Linked DNA regions of Mus musculus: all the other regions are linked to region 2. Evidence: chromatin contacts called from public HiCAR-type and promoter capture Hi-C data. All regions are on one chromosome and are shown on one strand. Each heading gives the region's core, a stretch centred on a gene start, on an enhancer-like site or on the middle of the called end of the contact. The rest is flanking DNA. Distances are from core to core; before and after follow the strand shown.

The links. Promoter capture Hi-C pulls out the DNA fragments that hold promoters and counts their contacts. HiCAR-type assays count read pairs that join an accessible place to other places.
Region 1: a HiCAR-type map of astrocytes shows a contact between it and region 2, with 2.7 times the contacts expected there. The contact joins the enhancer-like site here to the promoter of Dclre1c in region 2. A contact is called at or near these places in 5 of 39 promoter capture datasets (the 3T3-L1 cell line, HPC-7-derived erythroid cells, embryonic stem cells and 2 more) and 1 of 115 datasets of contacts at active chromatin or transcription factors (astrocytes).
Region 3: a promoter capture Hi-C map of hippocampal neurons shows a contact between it and region 2, with 5 times the contacts expected there. The contact joins the enhancer-like site here to the promoter of Dclre1c in region 2. A contact is called at or near these places in 12 of 39 promoter capture datasets (the 3T3-L1 cell line, 3T3-L1-derived adipocytes, the C10 cell line and 7 more), 1 of 484 Hi-C or Micro-C datasets (cortical neurons), 4 of 115 datasets of contacts at active chromatin or transcription factors (astrocytes, embryonic stem cells and large pre-B cells) and 1 of 9 other capture datasets (adipose tissue).
Region 4: a contact with region 2 is called in a promoter capture Hi-C map of hippocampal neurons, with 4 times the contacts expected there. The contact joins the enhancer-like site here to the promoter of Dclre1c in region 2. A contact is called at or near these places in 8 of 39 promoter capture datasets (the 3T3-L1 cell line, 3T3-L1-derived adipocytes, the C10 cell line and 5 more) and 3 of 115 datasets of contacts at active chromatin or transcription factors (astrocytes, large pre-B cells and pancreatic cancer cells).

Annotation. Positions count from the first base shown.
Region 1 is chr2:4,444,500-4,447,221 of GRCm38.p6, forward strand. The region is part of intron 2 of Frmd4a (FERM domain containing 4A); the gene reads left to right. Among named protein-coding and RNA genes, the nearest start is that of Gm23691, 65 kb to the left of the region's middle. Within about 2 kb of position 1,347, at least 112 of the 459 cell types and tissues checked have an H3K27ac peak or open chromatin away from gene starts, as enhancers often do. A contact at or near this core is called in astrocytes and liver, where this site is marked.
Region 2 is chr2:3,422,706-3,425,405 of GRCm38.p6, forward strand. It overlaps Dclre1c (DNA cross-link repair 1C), which reads left to right and starts at 1,426. Exons shown (of 14, transcript NM_146114.3): 1 at 1,426-1,621; 2 at 2,659-2,700. The coding sequence starts at 1,513.
Region 3 is chr2:4,635,375-4,638,133 of GRCm38.p6, forward strand. It overlaps Prpf18 (pre-mRNA processing factor 18), which reads right to left. Exons shown (of 10, transcript NM_026045.4): 6 at 1,774-1,842; 7 at 454-594; 8 at 257-328. Among named protein-coding and RNA genes, the nearest start is that of Prpf18, 15 kb to the right of the region's middle. Within about 2 kb of position 1,422, at least 13 of the 459 cell types and tissues checked have an H3K27ac peak or open chromatin away from gene starts, as enhancers often do.
Region 4 is chr2:4,479,005-4,481,704 of GRCm38.p6, forward strand. All of the region lies in intron 3 of Frmd4a (FERM domain containing 4A), which reads left to right. All of the region lies in intron 3 of Gm39751 (a long non-coding RNA gene), which reads right to left. Among named protein-coding and RNA genes, the nearest start is that of Gm39751, 33 kb to the right of the region's middle. Within about 2 kb of position 1,372, at least 57 of the 459 cell types and tissues checked have an H3K27ac peak or open chromatin away from gene starts, as enhancers often do. A contact at or near this core is called in pancreatic cancer cells, where this site is marked.

The DNA.
Region 1 (2,722 bases), core at 97-2,596, 1.0 Mb after region 2:
AGTATAGTGCCAGCGCCAGGAACCAGAGACAACAGCAGTCAGATTCTTAAATCTAAAGGGACAGCTATGGCTGCAGCGTAGTTCTGTGGTAGCATTCTTGTCTACCATGCTTGAGGTCCCGGGCTCCCAAATATTGCAAAAACAAACAAACAGACGCAATGGCTAAAGGGTCAGGCACCCAGATCTCAAACTTTGGTTACACTTGTTGAAATAAGATCAAAGTTAATGTTTAGAGTCTCAGCTTCCAAGCATGGACTTCGATGTTAGTCCAAATTTTAAATGCTACTATATCAGCCACAGTGGGTACTGCAATAAAAGGCCACAGGCTAGGTGGAGGGATTAAAGTCAGAAATGCATGTCTCACAGGCCTAGATGATAGAAGTCCAAGAGCGGATGTAAGCAGGGTTATCTTTCCAGAGCCGTCTCTCTGGCTTGCAGCTGGCTGCATTCCTTCTGTCTTCATGTGGCCTTGGCTTTATATCCTCCTCCCTCCTCCTCCTCCATCCCTCCCCTCCTCCTTGCCTCCTCTTCATGGTCTTCTTTTTCTTTCTCCTCCTTTTTCTTCTCCTTTCCTTCTTCCTCTTCTTCTTCCTCCTGCCCCTTCTCCTCCTCCTCCTTTCTTCTACTTTTTCCTTTTTCTTCCTCCTCCTCCTTTCTTGACACTGATCCTGTTGAATGGAGACTCTGCCCCTATAACTTCATTTAGTCACCTCTTCAAAGGTCATTTCAGAATCCAGCTACTTTCTAAGACTCCATGATTTGGATGTTAACAGTGGATTTGAGGGGGTGGAGAAATGACTCCGGTGTGAAGAGCACTGCTGTAGGAGAGGACCCAGGTTCAGTCTCAAGTACCATATGAGACTCTTACAACCACATGTGGCTCCAGCTCCAAGGGATGCAGTGCCCTCTTCTGCCCTCTTTAGGCACCTGTACTCACATGTCCATACACTGAGACATACACACAACTTAAAAATGAAACTATTTTTAAGAAACAATAAGTTTAGAGAGGGGCAATTCAACCCAAAACCATGACCCTGGGTACATAATCTTCTCAAGTCTTAGAATCTACTTTGTTTTTTGATATGTAAGGAAAAGAACAAGCAGTAATCACATGTACAAAAGCTGCTGGGAAGCCAGGGAACAGCAGGGACGCTGCCTGCTAGCCTGCCCCTGGCAGTGCCGCAGCCTCACCGCACCATTTTTATAAGGACACAGTGGCTTGCTGTCTGGAATGAGCCATCCGTTTCTCTGTCTGAAAGTCAGTATTTCCCAGTCATGGGCTTCTCTTGTTCCAGCTCTGAGACACTTGGCAAGTCCACAGAGCAAGCCAAGCATCAGCTGGGTTCAGCCCTAGCCAGCTCAGACTTGAGTCATCACTCTGAGTTAAGCTTGTATCACCCACTCTAGCACTCTGTCGTAGCCACCGTAAGTTGTGGCTAAGGACTCCCAGGTGTCCCTGCTCCTCTGTGGCCACACACAGCAAGTCTGTATGCCTGCGACTTAAAGAACCTTTATGTACACTCTGACATAACTGTGTGGAAATCCAGAAAACCCCATAAGACTAAGCCCTCAGGCTGCTGGGAGCTCACAGAACAAAAAGACCAGGATGCTAACGGCATCTGAGGCCAAATTGCCTGCGCCACCACCAAACCCCAAGAACTTTACAACTACACGAGGAGTTCCCTTTGGCAGGCTCTCTGCCTGTGGCAGGGATCCCAGTGGCTGAGCTGTACCACTGAAGAAGCTCATTCAAAAGTTATTTCCTCACAAACAGCTTCCCTAGTCTTACATCCAGATGTGTTACTAAATAAGTGGTGACCTCCCAAAAGTGCCTGCAGAAAGGCTGATTCTTCTAGGCCCACCCAGCCCTGAAGTTACACTAGTCATCATAAGATGCCTTTTCTTCAATGTTGTGGTTATAGCCAGTACATTAGACCCTAGACTAAAGGAAAACGGTCATTGTCCCCATCTCCCAAGAGCATGCAGTCTAAAGAGTGAAATGTCAATCCAGTCAGATATATAGAGACGAATTTCTAAAAGTAGAAGCACTGAACCAAGAAGGGAAACAGCAAAGAGATAAGATTTTTAAGTCAGCCACCCATGCATGGTGTGTTATAGCTCAGAGTGCTTTCCCAAGTAAGAATAGAAAAGCCCTGCCCTGTCTTTCACAGAAGTTTTCAGACTACTGTATCTTTCCATCTTTTGCAAAATGTTCCCTGGCCAAGTTCTCATGGAGACCAAGAGATTCTCAACTGCTATGACGCAGTAGGAGAGGGGAAACAGAAAGGAGAACACTCGGGTTGGAATAGTAGACATGGGATCCTCTGTGGTTCTGCAAATGGACATGTGCATATTATACAAAAGGAATATAGTTCAGATTTTGAGATAGGGCCTCATGGTGTAGTTCCATCTGGCCACAAAATTATAATTCTCCTGCCTACCCTGCTTTGTGCTGGGATTACAGGTGTATAAAACTGTCTTCTTCCCTCTCCCTCCCTCCTTCCCACCACTGTGTGTGTGTGTGTGTGTGTGTGTGTGTGTGTGTGTGTGTGTGTGTGTGTGTGTGTGTGTTAGTGTCTGCATGTGTGTACATGTATATGGCAGACAACCTTAGATATCATTCCTCAGTTGCTATCCACATTGTAGTTTTGAGACAGGGTCCCTGGCTGGTTTAGACTTCACCAAATAAGCTAGATTGGCTGCTGAGTAAAACCCAGAGATC
Region 2 (2,700 bases), core at 176-2,675:
ACTCCTGGCATCATCCCATGATCACTTCTGCCTCTGTGAAAATATTCTTGTCATATTCTTCATTTTTGTGGCTTTTCAAATGTGCTGAACTCGGATGGCACATCAGAGTTAGCCATGTAACCACTGTGGATCGAGAAACCTCATCTTAAAGGGAAAAAGAGAGTTTATTCTGGGGCCATTTTTAATAACCTTGGGGCTGGAACAGAGATTTGGGTCATCCTAAATTCCATGTTCCAACAAGGAAAGAGTTTCACAGTTTTATAGAAGAAAGTCTTAAGTCAGGTCATATTTAGTGTACATCGGAGAGCAAAGATGAGAAAGCTTTTCTATAGGCCCGAGATGCTATCTGATGACGTTCTTAATTTTTGGGTTAGGTGAAAATAGTGGTCTGCTAAACTAGGAGATTCCAAAAGGTTTTCATCTGTTACTCACAAGATGTTAATTCCAACAGAGATAAACAAGGGATGGCTATTCCCAAGGGCTAGAACTAGCTCAAGATACGATAATTCGCTTCTGGATCTGCAACATTCTAATCTCCCCACAGTACTAAAACCAGTCGCTCAGTTTTTGCAGACACTGCTTCTTTTCAGTTTTCCTGTTTACCTCCACAAGGCTTGCCAAAGTGTTCTGCATAGCAGGGTTTGGAGGTTCCAGTTGATCAACAGTGCTGAGTATCTGAGGAGAACTTGCTAGGAAGGAGAAAATAAATGCCACTGACAAAGTCTTTGGTGGATCTTAGTATGATTACTACACACTTTCCCACCCTGCCCCCCATCCTCTCCCTCTGTCTCTTTATATATCCTTCTGACTTCCTCAAAGTACAACTTAAATGATTACTGGAGGCCAGCAGATCAATGGAATCTTTACTCCCCCCACCCCTGCTCTAAGAATCTATGTCTGAATTGTAGCCTTCAAAATATAGTTAGCTTATATAATACAGAAGAGGGAGCAACTACCAATGGAATCTACTAACCAAGAGTCAGAGGCAATGACTCATCCAATCCTCGTGGTTACCCTATAAAATACAAATTGGGATAAGATTTTTAAAAAAGTGAAAAGAACTCGATCTTCACTAGATCTGAGGAAATGCAAGGCAATATGGTTAAGAAAAGGGAAGCTCTCTGGCCTCCATTCTCAGTTGTGTTTCGTTTCCTGCCTTGGTTCCTCCACAGATGCGGGCAGATCTGCATTGCGCAACAAACACTTCGGTGTCTTTTCTTGCTTTCTGGCAGGAACGTGACTTTCCATGACCAGCCAGTGCTACCCACAAACTACGCACAGCTGTTTCTCCGTGCCCAGCTGGTGCAGTTATTTAAACCAAGGGACTTGGGAGGCTGGATCAGGATTGGATGCCCATTGGCTCCGCCCCTACCTCAAGGGTCCTTTGATTGGATGTGGCTGAGCTCTGCCGGCCTATGGGTAGGCGGTGCGCAGGTTCCCGGAAGTGGCGCCCAGGGTCAGTGTGTGCTTCTGTTTCCGAGGTGGGCTTTGGGTCTAGTGTTCCCGGGTGCGATGAGCTCCTTCCAGGGACAGATGGCGGAGTATCCAACCATCTCCATTGACCGCTTCGACAGGGAGAACCTGAAAGCCCGTGCCTACTTCCTTTCGCACTGTCACAAGGGTGAGTGAGCTCCTCTCGTTACCTATTTCAGGGGCGCTATGGTCTGAAGAGGCAATGGCAGAGGTCGGCACCTGGTGAGGGGAGGACAGGCTGGGACTCCGCGAGGCACTGGGAAGCACTCCTAATGCCAGTTGGCGCTTAACCTCTGGCTTTATTGAGCTCCTGGTCTGTACCACCTCTGTAACCCCAGCTCCTAACCCCAGCTCCGGTTGCAATCAGACCTGGACGCTGTGGTAAGGCAGAGCTGTTAGAAGTGCTGGTTGCTGTCCCAGCGGAGGGTATGTTTGGTAAGGCTTAATTAATTAGCTCATGCCCAAACTTCCCTAATTCTCGTTTATCTCGAGTAAGGAAAACACGTTTCAGAACGTCTACACCCAAAGACATTAGGTAAGAGCGAAATGCCCCTCTCTCACACAGGCACGTGTTTCAGAAGTTCTACATCCCGGAGATATTTGGCAAGAGCCCAAGATCGATCTGTACATCTATCTCTGTCTCTCTGTCTCTCCTCCTCCCTCTCCCTCCCTCCCTCGCTCCCTTTAACCCCCCCCCCCCCACACACACACAAATGTTTCTCACACTATACTCTTGGGTGTGTGTGTGTGTGTGTGTGTGTGTGTACAACCAGTCGATAAGCTTGGCCAAGTGTCCCCCATTTTTCTTCTTTATTATTTACTTATTTTAGGTTGTGGGGCAGAGCTTCACGTATCCTAGGTGGAGTCATATCAGCCCACCCAGGTTCTCATACTCGCACTTGATCTTCCTGCGTATGTCCCCTGACCCAGGTGGGACTTGAATAGCTTTCATCAGCTCAGGGTCTAACCCTTTTTAGTGGTTCCTGTTCCCTACTCTGAAAGGTTCGTCATGTGCAGAAGAGCCAAAGGCCTGTGGGAATCTATTTGCTCAGAATGGTGAGCCTTAGGTAGTTTCTCACAGTAGGAAGCTTACAAAGACAACCCAGCTGTTGCAGGGAAGAGAAATCCTCTAAAAAACCAAATCAAACAAAACATGGTTATGATTTCTAATTCTTTTCCTTGTAGATCACATGAAAGGATTAAGGGCTCCTTCCTTGAAAAGAAGGC
Region 3 (2,759 bases), core at 172-2,671, 1.2 Mb after region 2:
ATACACTCTGATATTCAATCCCACCCATAGACGAGCATGCCTATATATCGCACATGCTCTGAAGAACCTCTTAACCGGCTTTTAAAATGACTAAGACACAAAGATGAGGTCTCAAGTTTGTTACTCAATGCCAAGAGAACAAAAAGACTTTCTCCTCCTACCTGCTTCATGCTTCATACTCATTCTTAAATGTACTATGTAAAATTCTCCCCATTCCATAATGGTTACAGCAACTGTAACACATAGTATAATTTACCTTCACGTACTCTCTCTGCAACATGAACTTAATAATATCTGTTATTGATTCTTTAATATCAGCAGGAAGATTCTAAAAAGAGAAAAAACATAACTAGTTTTAGAAGCTACCATATGTAGTGAAAACTACTTATTCTATATATTCTGATTTAAACAAACAAAAATATGAGTTTAGAAAGAATCTTCCAGAAGCCTCACCCTTTTCCGGAGCTTTCTGAAAAGCGGTCTGAGGTAGGACTCCGTCTGCTTCTGGGTAGCACTGTTCAGTTTGCCCTGCACACTGCGTTTCACGTAGTCCTCTCTGGCATTCAGTTCTTTAGCCCAAACACCAAGAAGAAACTGTTGGGAAAAAAAAAGTTAAGGCTGCAGTGCCCCCCAGTGGTGTGTGTGGAGAAGCTCTCAACACGGACAGTCAGCACAGAATCGTCCTTATCACTGCTTGAGTAAGCTGTCATCTACTAAGATTTAATTAACAAACAACTTGTTTGTTTCATCATGTGCTTCAAAGTCAAGACACCCAATTATGTACATGATGAAGATGGACCACTTCCGAAAAAAGAGCTATCAAATTCCTCAATGACTGGATTGAAATAAACTCACTATATTTTTATTTGTACCTATTATGCACAATTCAACTAATCCGGGTTTATCATATATATGCACTTTGATATCCGATCAGTGTTTGAAGTATGTTATATACTATTTAGATAGATAGATAGATAGATAGATAGATAAGTAAGTAAAACTCAAACTGCAATCCATGCCGAGTTCTCAGCCTGGCAAAGGAACCCAGAGCCCCTTGGGTGTAATTGCAGACTCTTTCCAGGGACAGGTGGCAATGAAGGCTGAAGTGAGGACAGACCATCAAAGAGAAGGGCAGCTCCATGCACAGTCTAGATCTATGCTGTGTAGCCTGGGGATACACAGAACCCTGACAACTACAGCATTCAAGACATAAATACTTTAAAATTCTAAATAACAAAGTAAAAGAAAATGTAAATACAAATAAAAGCAGTCCTTGGTCTCCCAGTCTGCAGACAAGTATTTAAATGAATTTAGGATCTGACCTTGTTCTCCCTAGATAAGGAAAGAGACAGCAAATACAGAACTAGTCAAGACGGAAGCCCAGTACTCAGGAAGCCGACCTTGCTCCTGATCCTAGCTCTGCTCACTCTGCTCGAGGCCCTGCCCTAGCTCCCTCTCTCCGCCCACCACCTCCCTGGCACAGCTCTCTAGAGTATCTGAGGCGAACGAACAGGAACTCCGAATGCTGTGGCCACTCTATGCTGCAATCACTGTCCCTGGCTTTTGGGCAAAGCCCACACAGAAAGCAGACACACACTTCCATCCATTATCCAGCACACATAGGGTGAGAGGCTCCAGCAGCCTAGCACTTAGCAGCAGGCACTCACATGGCAAGTACAAACGCTGGGGAAGTACCCTCCCCAGGATATTCCCCGTGTAGGAGAGTTTCCTACACATCCGCAATGGTCTCCGGCCCTTCCCTACAGCACTCACCTTCAGGAACTTGGTGATGATGTCCATGTCCTTATGATCGTCACCTTTCCCTAAGGACTCCCCCAGTGCCTCAAGAGGAAAAAGAAAACATGCCTGTTCACTAACACATAGCAATTTAAAAAGAAGGTGTACAAGTGTGTGCATGTGACCAGCAATATGTTAAAAAGGCTTTACTAATGCATAGACAAGTTAGGAAAAACTGCACATTCTATGTAGAGATGCGCTACGTCTTATGCATGGAGAGGTAAAAGTCAGCAAAGTGGCTCAAGGGTAGAGGCGAGTGCTGCCTGCAGAGAGAGGCAGACTGGACAGCCTGAGCTCAATCCAGGTAAAGGCGGAGAGAGGACCAGGCCTGCACAGGCACAATCTGCACTCCACACACATGCACACAGCACACATACACACAGTAATAACTCAAAATACTTTACACACTGTTACTGCCTTTTGCTACATATCTGTGTTTGGACGTGTGTGTGTGTGTGTGTGTGTGTGTGTGTGTGTGAGAGAGAGAGAGAGAGAGAGAGAGAGAGAGAGAGAGAGAGAGTGAGTACGGGAGCTTAGAGCCCGGAGCTGCAGTGTGAGCCGTTCAGCATGGGTGCTGGGAACCAAGCTGGAGAGAGCAGTGCACGGTGTCTATCACAGTTGAGCCACCTCAGGCCCCAATTTTGCAAATTTAACATAAAACATCAATGAAAACATCTGTTAACAGAGCTGGGCACTTCTCCTAGATGGATAAAATGGCCTAAAATCAGATTATGCTGGTGACAACACCCTGTGGATATATATCATGAGCCACTCAACTGTATACTTGATTTTGGTAAATTATATTGCATGCAAATATCTTAAGAGAGTTCAAAAAAATAAGGAAGAAAGAGAGGAGGACTAGAGGGAGGGTTAACAGGACAGAGGGAGGGAACAAGCCTGAGTGACAATCGATAGCTCACTCAAATTATTTAGTAAAAGTTACAGAGCATCCCAAAGAGGAG
Region 4 (2,700 bases), core at 122-2,621, 1.1 Mb after region 2:
GGATATCTTGGGGGGAGTCCCAGTGAGGATCCAGTATTGATAATAAATAAATCTTAAATAAATATTTATATGAAAACATTTGTGGGAGAGAAGGCATGTAAATTTAAAATTTACAAATTTAAGGGGGCCATTTCTAACAGGTTGAGGATCAAGGCCTGCCAAGTTCAGATTTAGTCTTCCCTTCTCTATAGGGAATAAAACCGGGGGAGGGGGGGTGGGCGCAAAGGTCAGTTGTGTAGCTTGAGTACTTTCCTAGTGTGCTGAGGACCATGGGCTTGTGCAGCACCACAAAGAGAAACCCAAACAAACAAATAGCATAAATGAAATTTTCATTTATCCAACTGGCATCCATTTAGAGAGTCTTTCCTTATATTTTATTTCTTAAATACTTATAGTGTTAATTTAATTCCCAAATTTTAATATCTAAGTTAACAGCTAGTAGAAGACAAAGGATCCTCTCTTAAAAACCAAACACTAAATAACTTCAGCCAAAATAAGCAGTCGGCAGACCACAAGCTGAGGCAATGATTGTTATTGCAACTAACATTTGTCTCCTGTCCCCAGTTTTATGAATTGCCCCTCAGATGGTATAACTGAATATCCATATTGTTTAGGAATGTTTAGACGTTAGCCATTATTGCACACGTAGTTAGAATGTATTTCACATGCCAGTTAAGAAAATGAGGGGTTCACACAGATCGTTTCACCACATGACCCCTTGAAGTTTGTTAAGAATTTACATTCCATCTCTTCCACAAATGCTTGCACATAAGAGTTTTGCTTAAGTTTTAGAGGGATTGCATGCACTCTGGGACCACAGTCATGTTTAAGAACACAAAGGCAGTCACTTGAGGATTATTTCTTTCAGCTTCTTGTATCACATGTGTGTGCATGTGTGTATGTATCTCCTTTGAGTCAGGTCTTATTGGCCTGGAGCTAACCAGTTAGGCAAGTATGGAGAGCTAGGAATCCCCAGGGATCCAACTATTTCAGGCTCCCAAAAACAGGGCTTTCAAAAGCAGCCCATCACACCTATTTCCTCCTCTTCCTCCTCCTGCTCCTCCTCCTGCTCCTCCTCCTGCTCCTGCTCCTCCACCACCTTCTCCTTTTACTTTCTATTACTTCTTTGTGAATTTCACATCATGCATCTCAGTCCTACTCATCCCCCCCCCCCCGTGCTCCTCCATATCTGCCCTCCCCCTTGCAACCCTCCCCCAAAGAAAACAAAACAAAATCTCAACAACAAAAAAAAAAAGTGCGGAGTGTCATGGTGTGTCACCATGTGTCACACAGTATACCCTTTGTCCACACATCTTCACTTGTGACTGTTCATTGCGGTGAGTCACTGGTCTGGTTCGAGACCTCTGACTTACTTCTATGACTATCAATACTGGATCCTCGCCAGGACTCCTCTCAGGACATCCTGTTATTGCCCTGTGTCATGGATCAGCCCCTTCAGAAGTTCATAGATGGAGTAGATGTTGGGGTGGGTCAACTCAAAGCCCTGGATCTGGGCTTCGGGATAGCTGAGTTGGCCAGCCCACCAGCTCTCCTGTTCTCATACCCTCATGGATCTGGGCTTGGGGGTAGCTGAGCTGGTCAGCCCACCAGCTCTCCTGTTCTCATACCCTCATGGATCTGGGCTTGTGGGTAGCTGAGTTGGCCAGCCCACCAGCTCTCCTGTTCTCATACCCTCATGGATCTGGGCTTGGGGGTAGCTGAGCTAGCCAGCCCACCAGCTCTCCTGTTCTCACACCCTCAGGGCCAGCTCCTCTGAGGTACCCACACACCTACCTTCTTATGTGGATGTTTGTGTGGCAAGCATTTTATCGATTAAGCCATCTCCTAGTGCCTACGTTGCAATTAATTGACTTGCTTGATACAGGCCCAGGAGTCCAATTTACCTAAATAATGAATGTCTTGTTGGCAATTCACCTGTGACATACTGCCACACATGCTGGTTCATAAAGTGTGCCCTAGCCTTCCCTGTTCTATGTCCTTTCTTACACAGAGCACATGGCATTGGCTGAGGCATCCACAAAGAGTCTAGTTGAAGCCACAAGTTTATCTAGCATTTAAAAACCATCGGAGTTCAAAAGCAATTTCTTATCTTGGGAGTGAGACCCAGCAGCATTAGGTCTGGGAACATAATTTACTTAAACTGGGCTCAGGGGTTCCGCTCATTAACTCCTAGACAGCAAGACAGAGAGAGTGAGTGGCTGTAGCCTACCATGCCTGGGCTGTCATACTTGCTTCTGGGAACTTGACATTTAGTGGTCTTGACAGCCTCTGAGCCGAGCACTCCACTGTCACATACCACGGCAAACAACAGCACCTTATGTCGAGTGACCAGAAATGCGTTGGAGCGTAACTTTAGATGTGTGTAGCTCACACAGATGAGGAAGGACGGTGCTGCTCGGGAAGGCACTCAGTGTGAATGACGAGCCTGGCTCTTAGACTGGGTGAGCAGGATGGATGCCTCCAGAGGACCTCATACCCGGGGCAGGAGCATCGGCTGTGCCTGATGACAGTCACTAAATCTATAAGAAAATGGGTCTCAGAGCAGCGGGGAAAGCTCAGTGGATCAAGTGCTTGCTCAGCCAGCGTGAGAACCAAAATTGACATCCCCAGAACCCAAATGAAAGCTCTACAGGCGTGAGGACTCGCTTTATGCCCCACCCTTAGGAGGCAGAGACAGGG